Linked DNA regions of Urocitellus parryii: region 1 is linked to region 2. A link is a contact called in public Hi-C data. All regions are on one chromosome and are shown on one strand. Each heading gives the region's core, a stretch centred on a gene start, on an enhancer-like site or on the middle of the called end of the contact. The rest is flanking DNA. Distances are from core to core; before and after follow the strand shown. Region 1 holds the start of Sgo1 (shugoshin 1). Region 2 holds the start of Rab5a (RAB5A, member RAS oncogene family).

What was found. A called contact is a pair of places that touch in the nucleus more often than the background predicts.
Region 1: a Hi-C map of muscle shows a contact between it and region 2, with 4 times the contacts expected there. The contact joins the promoter of Sgo1 here to the promoter of Rab5a in region 2. A contact is called at or near these places in 2 of 2 Hi-C or Micro-C datasets (liver and muscle).

Annotation. Positions count from the first base shown.
Region 1 is chr3:179,067,419-179,074,186 of mUroPar1.hap1, forward strand. It overlaps Sgo1 (shugoshin 1), which reads right to left and starts at 4,316. Exons shown (of 6, transcript XM_026395929.2): 1 at 4,175-4,316; 2 at 3,898-4,091. The coding sequence starts at 4,316.
Region 2 is chr3:178,868,807-178,875,495 of mUroPar1.hap1, forward strand. Rab5a (RAB5A, member RAS oncogene family) reads left to right here and starts at 3,791. Exons shown (of 6, transcript XM_026395918.2): 1 at 3,791-4,142.

The sequences.
Region 1 (6,768 bases), core at 3,066-5,565, 200 kb after region 2:
GGAATTGAGACTATGCCAACTAAATGATCAAATTCTACCCTATTAAAGCTTACATTCTATAGTAGGAAGAGAAAAAGAAAGAAAAAAAAAAAGAAAGATACATAGATCATTTTAGATAGTGCTAAGTGCTATGAAGGAAATTCCAGAATGAAGTGACAGGCAGTAATGAAAATTAAATTAAGACAAAGTGAATTTGACCAACATGTGAAGACAGGAAAGGAATTAGCTATTGAAATAACAGGAAAACAAGAAGGAAAAAAGCAGTGGAAAGAGCAAATATAAAAGTCATAATGTTGCTGTGTTTTAGAAAAATAGTTCAATGTGGCTAGAACATAGTCATTGAGAACAGTAGGTGGTGTACATGGGAAAGCCAGATAACATAGGGCATTGGGAGCCATAGTTTGAAATTCAGTCTAAGTGTGATAGGAAGTGATTTAAATATTAAGCAGGGAAATAAAATGATAAGCTTTAAAAAGATCATTGATGTACACTTGTAATTCTAGTGATTTGGGAGGCCCAGGTAAGAGGACTCCATGTTTAAGGCCAGGCTGGACAAGTTAGTGAGATTCAGGATCAAATGAAATAAAAAAGAGCTGGGAATGTAGTTCAGAGATAGGAAACTCCCCTTTACTTGAAAACGATCATGTCTTAGGTTTCTTGGCATCATATTCCCTTATGTATGTATGTATTTATTTATTTTTTACATTCCTGATTGTTCCATGTCAGTCTCCTCTGTGTGGCAAAATGCAGAGGTCTTAATAGTTCAAGGAGAGTAAAGTAATGATTGTACAATCCCCATTACTAGGGAGAAAAAAAGCCAGGGATGCAGCTCAGTGGTAGAGTGCTTGCCTAGCATGTGTGAGGCTCTGGGTTCAATCCCTGGTACTGCAACCAAACCAAACCAAACCTAACCAAACCATTAGTCTGACTCACTGTGTGAAGCATGGATTAAAAGGGGCCAAAGGTTGAAAGAGTTTGGTGGTGAATCCCACTGGAAGGTTCTGAGATAATAAATCATGCATAAAGATTGAATAGGGATATAGGTGAGGGCAGGTAGAAGGAAGCTCTTATGGTTTTGGCCTGATCAAAGAAGTAAGCTATTTTACAGAGATGAGCAAGAATTATTGAGGGAGATGGAAGCATACAATAAATCTGGGAGAGGGAAAGCAAAGAGTTGTGCTTTGTCGAAAGCATGTTTTGAGATTCTAAACTTTGAAGTGGAGATATCTAGTAGCTGTGTATGTGTGTGTGTATGTGTTTTTAGGTCTTGAGCCATGAATTTGAAAGTCACCAGCAGATAGACAATATATAAAGCTATGGAAAGGATGAGTCAAGTCTAGACAATTGCATTTAAACATAAAGCATCAGCCAGTAAAGGAGATTGACATGCAACAGTCAGAAAGGCAACAAGAAACCTAGTGGAGGATAATGTCAAGGAATCTAAGAACAACAAACTTTTCAAGTAAAGAACCACCTATGTTGCATATGATCGCTAGGTCAAGAAACAGAAGTGACCACTGAACTGGTTAAAGTGGAAGTTTTGGTCATCTTGATACAGAGCAAAAATAGAATAGTAGGAATAGGGGCCAGATAAAAGTGGTCTGAAATGTGAATGGAAGGTGAGGAATTTAAGGCAGTGGATGTATTTTTTTTTTTTTTTTCTGGAAAAATTCTGCTGGGAAGGGAAGTAGAGACATGAGGAGGGAGAGAGATAGGTGACCAGGAGAGGTTTCATTTATTTTCCTTTTCCTCTAAAGACAAGAAATACTAAAGCACCTTTGTATGATGGCTAGATTGATCCAGTGGAGGCGGAACATGGGGAGGAAAGACCAAATTTCCAGGAGCACAGTCCTAAACAAGGGGGGAAGAATGGAATTGAGGCATTAGGCTTGGCTTTTAATTAGAGTCCCAGTCTGATTCCTAAGATATCATTCTAATTTAATTCAATTCAATTGATTTTTAAAATGTGATGAACATATATTGACTTTTTACTTAAAAGGCTAAAACTATTCATTAGAAATTAATCCTTGTGAAAAATTTTCAATTTAATATCAAATAAATAATGTTTGAAAACAGTATTATTAATCAATGTAAATAAAGGAGAAAGGAATATTTAACTATACAGTAATATTAAGAAGATACATTATAAAACTTAGGAACAAAAGACTTGGAAATTTTTGTAGACTAACTACTTACAGGCAATTTTAAGTATTTTAAGTTTTTCTGTAACTGCTAAATTGACTTAAACACTGAAACACAAGTACGGATTGATGTTGAGAATGAGTGACAACATGTAATAAGTATATGATGGAAAATAAGCTTGGATATTTTAAATGCTAAGAATCCATCTGCTTAGCAACTAACAACACATTTTAATGGTCAAAAATCATTGATAAATGTTAAAGGGCCTAAAAATGACAGAATTCTCTCTCCACTGTTTTTGCAATGATGTCACTGAGTATTCATTTTGTACTATTTCTGTGTGATTTCAGCAAAAACTTTGGAAAGGGAGGAGGAAGATTCATATGCCTTTAGGGGAATTTTTTTTCCCCTATTAGTTGACTAAAAAAGGAAAAGAAAAGAAAATTTTAAGATTATATCCTGAAGGAAAAACTTTTTAAAAAATAGAATCTATCTCTACACAAAAGTGAAGAAATCATGTCTAATCCTTTAATTTTTTTTTTTTTTAGTTACAGATACCTTTATCTATTTATTTATTTATTTATTTTAATGTGGTGCTGAGGATTGAACCCAGTGCCTCAAATGTGCTAGGTGAACGCTCTACCACTGAGCCAGAACCTCAGTCCCATATCTAATCTTTATAGAGGCAATTTTCAACATTTATATGTATATTTCACATACATGTATATATATATGTATATATTTACACATGTGTCTATGTCATATGTATTAAAATAAGGAATCATTCACTAACTTCTTCTATCAACTGAGTGGTGATTTTAATTCTTTTTCTCAAATCGTGACCCCTATAGTCTTAACTCAACCACTGTAGTCTGACTTTCTTATCTGGCCCAAGTGCCAATGTGGCTGTCTTCACTCAAACAGCAAATAGACAGCCACTGGAAAGAAAGTAAACCGACCTGTTAACACTTGACACTCACCACTGCTTTTCTCATTCTCTGCCTCATGTAATTTGCCTGGCAGTGGCTTCTGGACAAAGGGAAGGAGAAACTGGCTCATCATTATTCTTCTCAGGATTATCATACAATGAGACACAAAGAATATCCTAAAGCAAACTTTGTCCATGTCTATTATATTTTGGCTGGCAGAACCATATTTGAGTCCCTTCTTTACAACCTTGGACACAAACAGAATCAGATTAAAAATTTGCTCAGCAAAATATTCAGGATTTTTCTTGTCTAAGTGTTAAGGATACTCTTCCTTATTTAGCCAACTAGTAGGTTGAAAATGAGTCTCCAAAAAGCATTTAAATACTCCCCATGCCCTAAATAAAGGCGATTCTTATAAAACCCCACCAGATGGCAAAACTACATAGGAAAGATAAAACTCAAGTTAGCACTGATTTAAACTTTTGGACTAGTCCACTCAACTAGCACACTTTAGCCTTTAGCTTAGTTGCCCTTTTATTCACTTAGTTGAATATTGGAAGGGGACCAACAGTGTAAAGGCTAAATTATACCTTCTGCAAGTTGCCTTGCTACCTGTTTCAAAACCAAGTTAGATAGGTACAACCTTCAATCACCTGTATGACTGAAGCTTTCTTAACTGGCCATACATAATACCTGTGCTGGAGCATGGAAAAGAAACAATTCACTAATAACAGAGATATCTGTAATTAATTTAAATAATAAACTGATCTAAACAAATTATTCATGTTTTCCCCCCTAAGAAATTCAGCCTTTGTAATAAAAATACCTGAGCAGCTTTTGTTTGTTGTGAAGCAAGTTTTTCTTTCAATGCATATAACTGACATGCAAGGTAGTAACACTCTCTTCTCAGCTGCAGGATGATATCTTGGGCTTCCCTCACTTTGGATTTTTCATTTTCCAAAGCTAAAACTAACATTTTGTTGTTTTGTTGGGTACTTTTCAGCAGTGTAGAAGTGAAGTCTAAAAGAGGATAAAATAAATATATCAGTTATTAAATCTAAACTTTAAAAGTGGTGTAAAAGGATGACATAAAAATCTCTTACTGAGTACTTGGCCCGGTGCAGCTATGAAGGATTTGCGTTTGCCAAGCTCTGTCAAGTTTTTATTCCTTTTCTCTTTCATTCGCTTCTTTATGTCTTCAAGACTATCTTGAAAGGATTTTTTCTGGCACCTTTCCTTAGCCATCTTTTGCCTAAAAATTTAAAACAATAAAAAATATGTAATTTTTCCCAGAGACAATAGTATCAATTATAAAATTTAAAACTGAAAATACAGGTTGTTCATAAGTAAGGGATTAAGTAGAGATTTAACTGTAGAATTAGCTCAAAGTAGGTAGCTGGTTAACCCGATTATAACATAGATTTTACAGCTTTAAAATCTCATTAATGCAAGGTGCTATGGCCAATGCCTGTAATTCCAGCTGTTCATGAGGCTGAGGCATGGGTGATTATGAGTTGAAGGCCAGCCTGGGCAACATATAAGCATTCTCCTATCAAAACACAAACTAAAAAATCAGATGTTAGAATCATCTTCATTATATGCACATAAAACTTTATAAAATCTCAATATTTTTGACATAATTCTTTCCTCTTCAGCCACTTTATATGAAAGCTTTATTGAATATTGATTTCCAATCCAAAGATTCCATAATATTACTTATTCATTCTTGCCCAGGCTGGCCTCAATCTTATATTCTCCTGCTTAGCCTCCTCTCCAGTCGCTGGGATTACAGGTGTGTACCACTGTGTCTGACCCAACTTACTCATTCTTTACCAGATAATCATTGGAGACTTATTATATTATATGCACTATGTGAAATGCTTAAATAATATTTTGTTGGGTTTTCTTTTCTTTTTTTACTTTTTCCTTTTTATTTGGGGAATCAGTCTCCCTATGTTGTCTAGGCTGGTCTTGAACTCAGTGGGCTTAAGTGATCCTCCTGCCTCAGCCTCCCAAGTAGCTGGGACTATAGGCGTGTACCACCATATCTGGCTTATTATTAAATTTTGATGCCATTATTATTATTGTTTCTTACAATGTTGACGGTCAACTTTTAGTACTTAGGCTTGCAGCATTAGTTTAGAGGCAATTATATACATAGCTGGGTTTTGTTTTCTCTAATTATTCATTTATTAAATTAAGTCACTCAGTTACTTGTCTCTTTCCCACAGTTTTAACTGAGCATCATTTAAGATAGGTACACACAAGAAAGTCGAGGTGATCCTCAAAGTTTTAAAGTATGCAGTACTATTTATAATTTTAGCAGGCTATAACAAAGACCTATAAAGAAAAGGAACTGGGACAGAGAAACATGCTAGTATTCTCATTTATTACTAAAACTCCAGAATGCTAAAACTTCCAGGAAGTTATGAACATAGTAAATGGTACATAGTAATTGTTCTACATGCAGTTAAAAGTAGCAAAACATGCACTGACAGTGTAATATGCTATTGAGGATTTTAAATGTGAGTGTAATAATCTTTCAGTGCTGCACACCAGACACTTCAGCATGCTAAACATTTTTATAGACAATTTTTATCCTAAAAAAAAAAGTCTGGGTCTGGGGCTGTAGCTCAGTGGTAGAGCGCTTGCCTCACACAGGAGGCGCTGGGTTCAATCCTCAGCACTACGTAAAAATAAATTATAAAGATATATTTTTTTAAAAAAGTCTGGTTTCCAACAACAATCCACTCATACAATTTTCAAATTTATCATAAAGGATATCTTCATCTCTGTTAGTCAAATATTTTATTAAATCTTATATTTTCTTGCATGTTTTTCCCCCAGGCCTTATTTTCCTTTATGAAGTGTCTGAGGATTTGAATAGATATTATGGATCCTGACTAAATATTTTACTCTTACCAATGTAAATACAATATATCGGTTTCCAGAAGTCAAAGAGCAAACTCTTAAGCACTAACAGTAAGTGGATTATATAAAAGTTATCACAAAGAAGTTTTTAAAGTTTGAACTGGAGGTGTTTCAGAACCTTACAGATGAAGTAACTGAAGTTAGCTATGTTAAAAGCAAAAGCCTATGTAAAAAGTTTTCGTTAATATACCTAAGCAAACTAAAATAATAAATTCGCTGTAAGTTTTAATGATTGTCTACGAGGATGGTGGTTAACAGGGGGTTGTGGTAGGACAAATGAAAGTAGACACAAGTCACAGGTCTCAAGCCTGTCATACTGTCATGGTATTCGGGAAGGGTCTGTATTCAAAAGAACCTAGAATAGTTGCTGATTACCAGTCTTTTCTAAAGGATGCTGCGGAGGCGCCAGCAAGGGCAGAAAACAAAATGCCTGGACAAGGAAAGGATGTCAATGGTTCCGCGCCACACACAGAAGAGCTGCCAATTTTTCTACGTCCTTACGTTACGCCTAGCTTCTAACTACCGTAAGTGCTTTATTTGCACACTACTTAATCTATATAATCGACACAATTCTGCAAGCAGGACGTTCGGGTCCTCCTTTATTTAACAGAAGACAAAACGAAAACATCAGAAAGTGATGATCGCGAGATCAAACGAAGCCGGGTCAGTATGACACACAGTCTGGGCTTTAGGCCACTGAATTTAATAAGATACGGAGACCCTCAGGAAGAACGAACGAGCCGCTCGCCCTAGTTCCACACCTGAA
Region 2 (6,689 bases), core at 2,541-5,040:
ATTAAATAGTCTCAATTAATGTAAATGTAAAGGACCAGTGCAGTGGTGCACGTATATAATTCCAATGACTAGGGAGGCTGAGGCAGGAGGACTGAAAGTTTGAGGCCAGTCTCAGCAACTTACAAAAGCCATAAGCCTAATAAGACTATGTCAAAATTTTAAAAAGCGTGTGTGGGGAGTGGGAACCCTGAGCTCAATCCCCAGTAGCAAAAAAAAAAAAAAAAAAAAGTAAATGTAAAGGGTAAATGTAATTCAGTGGTAAAGGAACTGCCTAGCATGCCTGAAGCCCTGGGTTCAGTCCCCAGCCCTGCAAAAAAAAAAAAAAAAAGAGAGTAAATATAAAGCCAGACTCAGTGGCACACCTGTAATCCCAGCTACTCTGGAGGCTGAGGCAGGAGGATTGCAAATTTGAGGCCAACTTGACCTCAAACTCATCTTGACCCTGTCTTAAAAAATAAAAAGAGCTGGGGATGTAGCTCAGTGGTAGATCATCTGCCTAGCATGCAGGAAGCCATGAGTTCCATCCCTAGTACTACAAATAAAAAAAAGAAAAAAAAAGGAATATGAATATAAGTATTTATTACAATTTATACAAAAATTTGTTCTTCAGGTACACAAGGGAAGAAAGATTTCCTGAAGAGAAGGTAGAAGCTATGTGGTGCTACGCAGTGTGAGAAAAGCCAGGTACTGGGAATTTGTGATTTAGTGTTTGGAGATTTGAGGGTGAGAAGAGGCAGTGTTCAAATTTATATGACTTGATTTAGGTCCATCCATTTTGTAGCTTGCTTAACAAATTCTGTCATCTATAAGAGCTCACATTTGACATTAAATGTATACAATTATCAGTCCTCTTCAATCTTCTCAGGTTAGGAAAAAGAAATACACAGGCATATTGTGAGTGGCCATAATAACCAAGCCTCCTACTATGTGGCATTTTAATTTCTCCAAAATTACCAGTAAATACAGCACATGGTAAGTAGGCTTGGGAATAACCAACCAATCAATAAAACAAAACTATTGCTAGATCTTTAGAGGTGCTAGCCACTGGGTCAGCACCACCCAAACATAATTAAACTGTAAAATAATGTAGAATGTATTTTATTTATTTATTTATTTTGGTACCAGGGATTGAACCCAGGGGCCTAACCACTAAGCCACTTCCCTAGCCCTTTTTATTTTTTATTTTGAAAAAAGGTCTCGCTAAGTTGCTTAGGGCCTTGCTGAGTTGCTGAGGCTGGCTTCTATTGAGATCCTCTTGCCTTAGCCTCCTGAGTCACTGGAATTACAGGTGTGTGCCACTATATCTGGTTTGGAATCTATTTATGAAGAAGTGAATTAAAAGACAAAATCTGTAGACAGAAATGAATGCGGAAGCAATATTCTAGCATGTTCAGATAGGGAGTTTCTAGCAATTCATAAATTTCAGTATCTGACATTGTGAGGTTTTCTGAAGTTCAATATTTATCATTCTAAATGTAATTAAGTTCACAAATACTTTAGAGGACCCTAATAAATCAACCAGAGTTCTGTGAGGAAATGATGAATAGCTGATGGTCCTGATCCTTAAAAATTTATAATCCTAAAGAAATAAAAAGCTAAATATAAAATAAGGCCAATTTTGGAAGCATTAAAACTCTTTGGAAGCAGTAAAACTCTTCCATAGTATGAAACTACAGAAATAAGGTAATTAAATCCAATACAAGAAGACTTAAATGCTATCTAGAGTTTAGAGGAACTGGTATTCTGGCCAAAGTAAGTCTAGCCATTATGGACAGTAATGGTGTTTCAGGTAGAGAAAAAAGTGACCAAAGATGCCAAAATGGGAACACATAAGCAATATTCAGGGGACACAGGATACATACTGGTGGTCAGAAGACAATGCCACAATTCGGGGAGAGTGAAGCTAAAGAAATAGAAGAGTTATCAAATAAGGAAATGACATTGAACATTTCTGAGTAGGAAAGTGACAGGCTTAAGTGTAAAGAAAGGATTGACGAAGCAGGAGTATGCATTAATTTCAGTTCATATGAATCCTTCTCATGGCCCACACATTGGGATTAGACCTCAAATTCGGGGATTAGAGAATTTTTAGTGCTAAGAATGAATGATGATGTATGAGTGTAACAAGGAGGAGTTGAAAATGATGCTGCAATTCCAAGTCTGAGTGACTGGGAAGCAGTTAATGTTAGTCACCAAGCAGAAGCAGGTGTGAATCAGAATAGGTTTGGTTTGGGACATGCTGTTGACAAAACTGATGTGACATAACCTATTTCCTGATTCTTCCTGGGACTGAGCATAAGCTATTACCATGACTAGTATATCACATTGGAATAACCCCTTGGGGATAGAGTGCCACAGATACCATTTCCATATGACGCATTCTGTTCTTCTGGTGATTGGAGAGTTGATTTTTGAGACTGTTGAAAGGTTCAAATCATCTTGATTGCACAATGTTGAATGAGCACCCACAGAATACCATAGCCGAGGTGTACTTCAATAATATTTATGTCCTCACAAGAGGGCTACAAATTATGAACTGCAAACTGAAAAGTAGCCTTTATTCTGAGGAAAAATCAATTTAACATTCTTCAATCAAATTGCTTTTGTTTGTGTTTCAAACACCCCACTAGAGACTGACTATGGTGCAAAAATTAACCCAAAGAGCCTGTCTTAAGTAGGTCTGCTGTTGAAGGTAATGAACACCTTGGGCTGTCTCTCACTAGAATCCTGTTTAAGAACTCACATTCTGGAGCTAGGCCCCAGGTTGGAATCCAGCTTCATCACAAATAGGCAGGGATCTTGGACAAGTTACTCAATCTCTTCTACTTCAAATTCTTTTACCTGTAAAGCAGGCACGCCTCATTCATTAATTCCACAACCATGACCCAGGTTTCCCTGCTGCCAGGTAGTGTGTTAAAACCATGGGTTTACAGCGGTGAGGATGACTTTTGAGGTTAACATCCAAATGCAGGGAGATAGGCGAGGAGCTGGTTTCCGAATGAAAGAATCGCAGTGTTAAGAATCAAATGGGATAATTTTTGTAGAGCTTTTGGTACAGTAACTCTCTAAGGGAAACTTAATAAAAGCGAACTATTGGTTTAGGATTTGCCCCTTCCTACTCTCTACCAAAATAAATATCCCCCCCCCCAAAAAAGCTCGTTATTATTCTCATATTTCACCATCTCTACATATACTTTTTGGGATGGGGAGGTCCTATTCTCCCCAGAATAGTTAACACAATTCACTGCTCTTTCCAGATCCACTGATCCCCTGGGACGTATTGAGGGGAGGTACCTCTCCTACTAGATAAGATCCTCAAAAAAGCTCCTTTGCTGAGTTGCCAGGACAGAGATGTTATGAGGTGGGGTGAGGTGGGGGGGGTGTCTGTGAGCGAATATTCAGGGCTCATCTCGCCGCCCCACAGAGGCTGAGCGCAACAAACACAAAGGCTTTGGGTCTTCTCCGAAAGCAGAACAACGTGGGAGATAGTCCGTCCTGCCGCCGGGACCCAAACCCAGCGATCCCCGCCCAGATAACAATGGCGCTGGCGAGGGCGGGGACGCGCGCCGGGGTGTCGGAGGCGGAGGCGGAGACAGACAGCCGATCCCTCCCGGGCGGCTCGGAGGCTTCACGTGACAGTCGCCCCGCCCTGCCCCGCCCCCAGGCCCTGGCGGAGAGGGATCGGAAAGGGCGGAGGTGCGGGCAACTAAGCGACGGCGGAAGTGACGAAGTGGCGTAGCTCGCTGCGTGCAGCGACGTGGCGGCGGGGTCGGTGCTGGGCGGCGGAAGTGGCTCCAGCGCCGGGACCAGAGTGTTTGTGTTTTGGTTTGTGAAGGAGCCGGCGGCCGGCCTGAGGGGAGGAGGCGGAGGAGGGAGGAGGAGGAAGAATCAGTCGGAACTCGAGCGCCGGCAGCGGTGGCGGAGGAGGAGGAGAAAGGAAGGAGGAAGGCGGAGCGGAGAGAGGCGGAGACGGAGCCCGACAGGGGCGGCACCACGGCTCCAGCTCCTCACCGTCCAGTGTGAGGGGAGCGGCGCGAGGAGGAGACGCCGCCGCAGCCACAGCCTCATTCGTCCTTCGGGCCACGCCTGGGCCTTAACACCAGGAAGCTGCGGCCCCGCGGCTCCGCGTGGCGCGGTCTCAGGTAACCAAGCCGCCCCTCCCCCTGCGCAGAGCGGCCCGGGACCCCAGGTTATCCGCGGTCTCCAGCCTGTCCGCGGCCCTGCGCGCTCTGAGCCTCCAGCCCCTCCTCCCTCTCGCGCATCATCCCTCTGGACCAGAGAGCTATTGAACCCGGCGCCTTGTCCTGCCAGTTCTGGTGACTCATCCCTCAAGGAGCTCCAAAGACAGAGATTTGGGGACTAGCTCAGGGAGCGACGGGTGTCACCCTCTTCCCTTCTCAAGATGGCGCCGTGGAAAGAGTCCTGGAGGCCGCGGTTCCGCCGGCCCCCTGCCTTGGCAGTCCGAAGGGTCGCAGTGAAAGCTAGGTCAGGGGAGGATAGAAAGGCCACCGAAGGGGCTGGTGCGTGTCTTCGCGCCAGCCAGCCGGGCTTGGCTCTCAGCTACTCAGGTGGTCTCCAGACGGGAGCCGGGGCCTACAGCAGGTGTGGATTTGGGGAGCTCCGCCTACCTGCGACTTCCAAAGACGGGTAATGGAAGCGATGGGAGGCTGGTCAAAATAAACTGGTCCGAGACTTTTTTCGTATCTTAGGGCAGGTGGTGAACCGCGGCTTTAAGGAAATTCAAGACAATTGGGCCTCTGAACTCCCTCAGAAGGCAGAAACCATGAAACTTGCTCTAATATTCTCTTCTCTGGAAGCAGGTTACCTCCCTGAGACTTCCAGACCTTTTAAACGCTGAACGTCATAGTTCACATACTTACTTTTTGTCTCGCTGAAATGGAATCAGCTTGCCTTTTACCTAATACGAAAAAGCTACCCAAGTGTATTTGGGAATACTCAGGACCGTCCAGAATCTTTATTCTTAACGTAAAATAGAGATAATTTGAACTGGCAGGATTGTTGCAAGAGAAGTACATAGAACAGTCTCTGCACAAATTAAATGCCCACAAAGTATTGGATTGAAGAACACCTAAAAGGACTTTTAAGTACCGAATTCACGTTGGTTTTTAAAAATTTGAAATACATATTATGCAGAATCCTCCTTTTGAAGAACAAAAGTTTCAGTAGTGAGTACAAGTGATTTGATTGATTGCACATAATTTTGTGTGTGTGGTGCTGGGGATTGAAGCCAGGGCCTCCTGTGTGCTAAGCAGGCACTCCATGGAGTTAACAACCCCAACCCTTGAATGTAATTTTTAACCTTAATGTTACCGTAACTATATAATTAAATATAGTTTGTTTTCTGCTTGAGATCCTTAGGAGTACTCGTGATTCGATAGCATTTTATTTTAAAAAGCAAAGCTAAATGAGAATCTTTTTTGATTTTTCTCTGGGAATCTCCTATTTTCCCTGAATTTTGGAAGTGTCATAGAAATTTGGAGCATGTTGTCCTTGATAAGTTTTTTACTGTTTTGTAGATTAAATTTGCAAGTGTTTAAATTGATAATATGTGTGTCTTGAGAGTTGGGTACATTTTTGCTCTGCATGACAATATTGATGTATGGGCATTGTTTTATCAAAGGGCTACCTTTAATTGCCAGTTTCATAAACTGCTATATAGTAGGCAGTGTATTAGAGGTTATTTACATATATTGTCTCCTTCAGTTCTCATAACAGCTTTGCAAGTTGGGTATTATGGAAATAGAGCCTTGGAAATTTAAAGAAGTAAAAATTGGTATAGCCAAGATTAGACTCCCAAATCTGTTATATTTTTGAGGGTGAAGTGAATTGGTAGTTTTATTAATATCCTATTGGTTGGGAGCAACTTAAGCATCATATCATTTCAACTGTAAATATGTCAGCATGTATGGTAAAAGATAAGGATTCTTCAGCGCTAGCATTTGAGTAAAGGTGATTTTGCTGTCTTAAGAACTGAAATCTCATGGATATTTTAATGATGAATTCATGTTGAAGGTGTTTCTTATATAAAATATTTTGTGGGGAACGCAAATTTATTAGGTGGCTAAATGAAATATAGCAAGGATTTTAGGAGGGAATCATTAACTTAATGTATTTTATTAGTAAGAATATAATTAGATGTGTTTATGTACACACACACACTGGGGATTGAACCCAGGGGTGCTTATCCCTGAGCCACAGTCCCCAGTCCTTTTTTTAATTTTGAGACAGGGTCTTGCTAAGGTGCTGAGACTGGCTGTGAGCTTGGGATCCTCCTATTTTAGTTTCCCAAATAACTTGAGAGTTGCTGGGCTTGTGCCACACGCCTGGCTATATTTAGATTTTCGTTAAAGGTGGGAGTGAACTATTGATTTGTGGGTAAACTGAAAGAGAATACTTCAAATATTCACTGATTTCTTTGAGATTGAAAATTAGCATTATTAGATAGAATCTGTTATTCAGGCTAGTTTTATCAACTAGGCACACAAACTTGGGAGCTTTAAAATATTTGTTGCCCTAAAATTATCATCAACTTAAGATATTTAACAGAGGGGGCTGGGGATGTGGCTCAAGCGGTAGCGCGCTTGCCTCGCATGCGTGCGGCCCGGGTTCGATCCCCAGCACCACATACAAAAAACGAAGATGTTGTGTCCGCCGAGAACTAAGAAAAA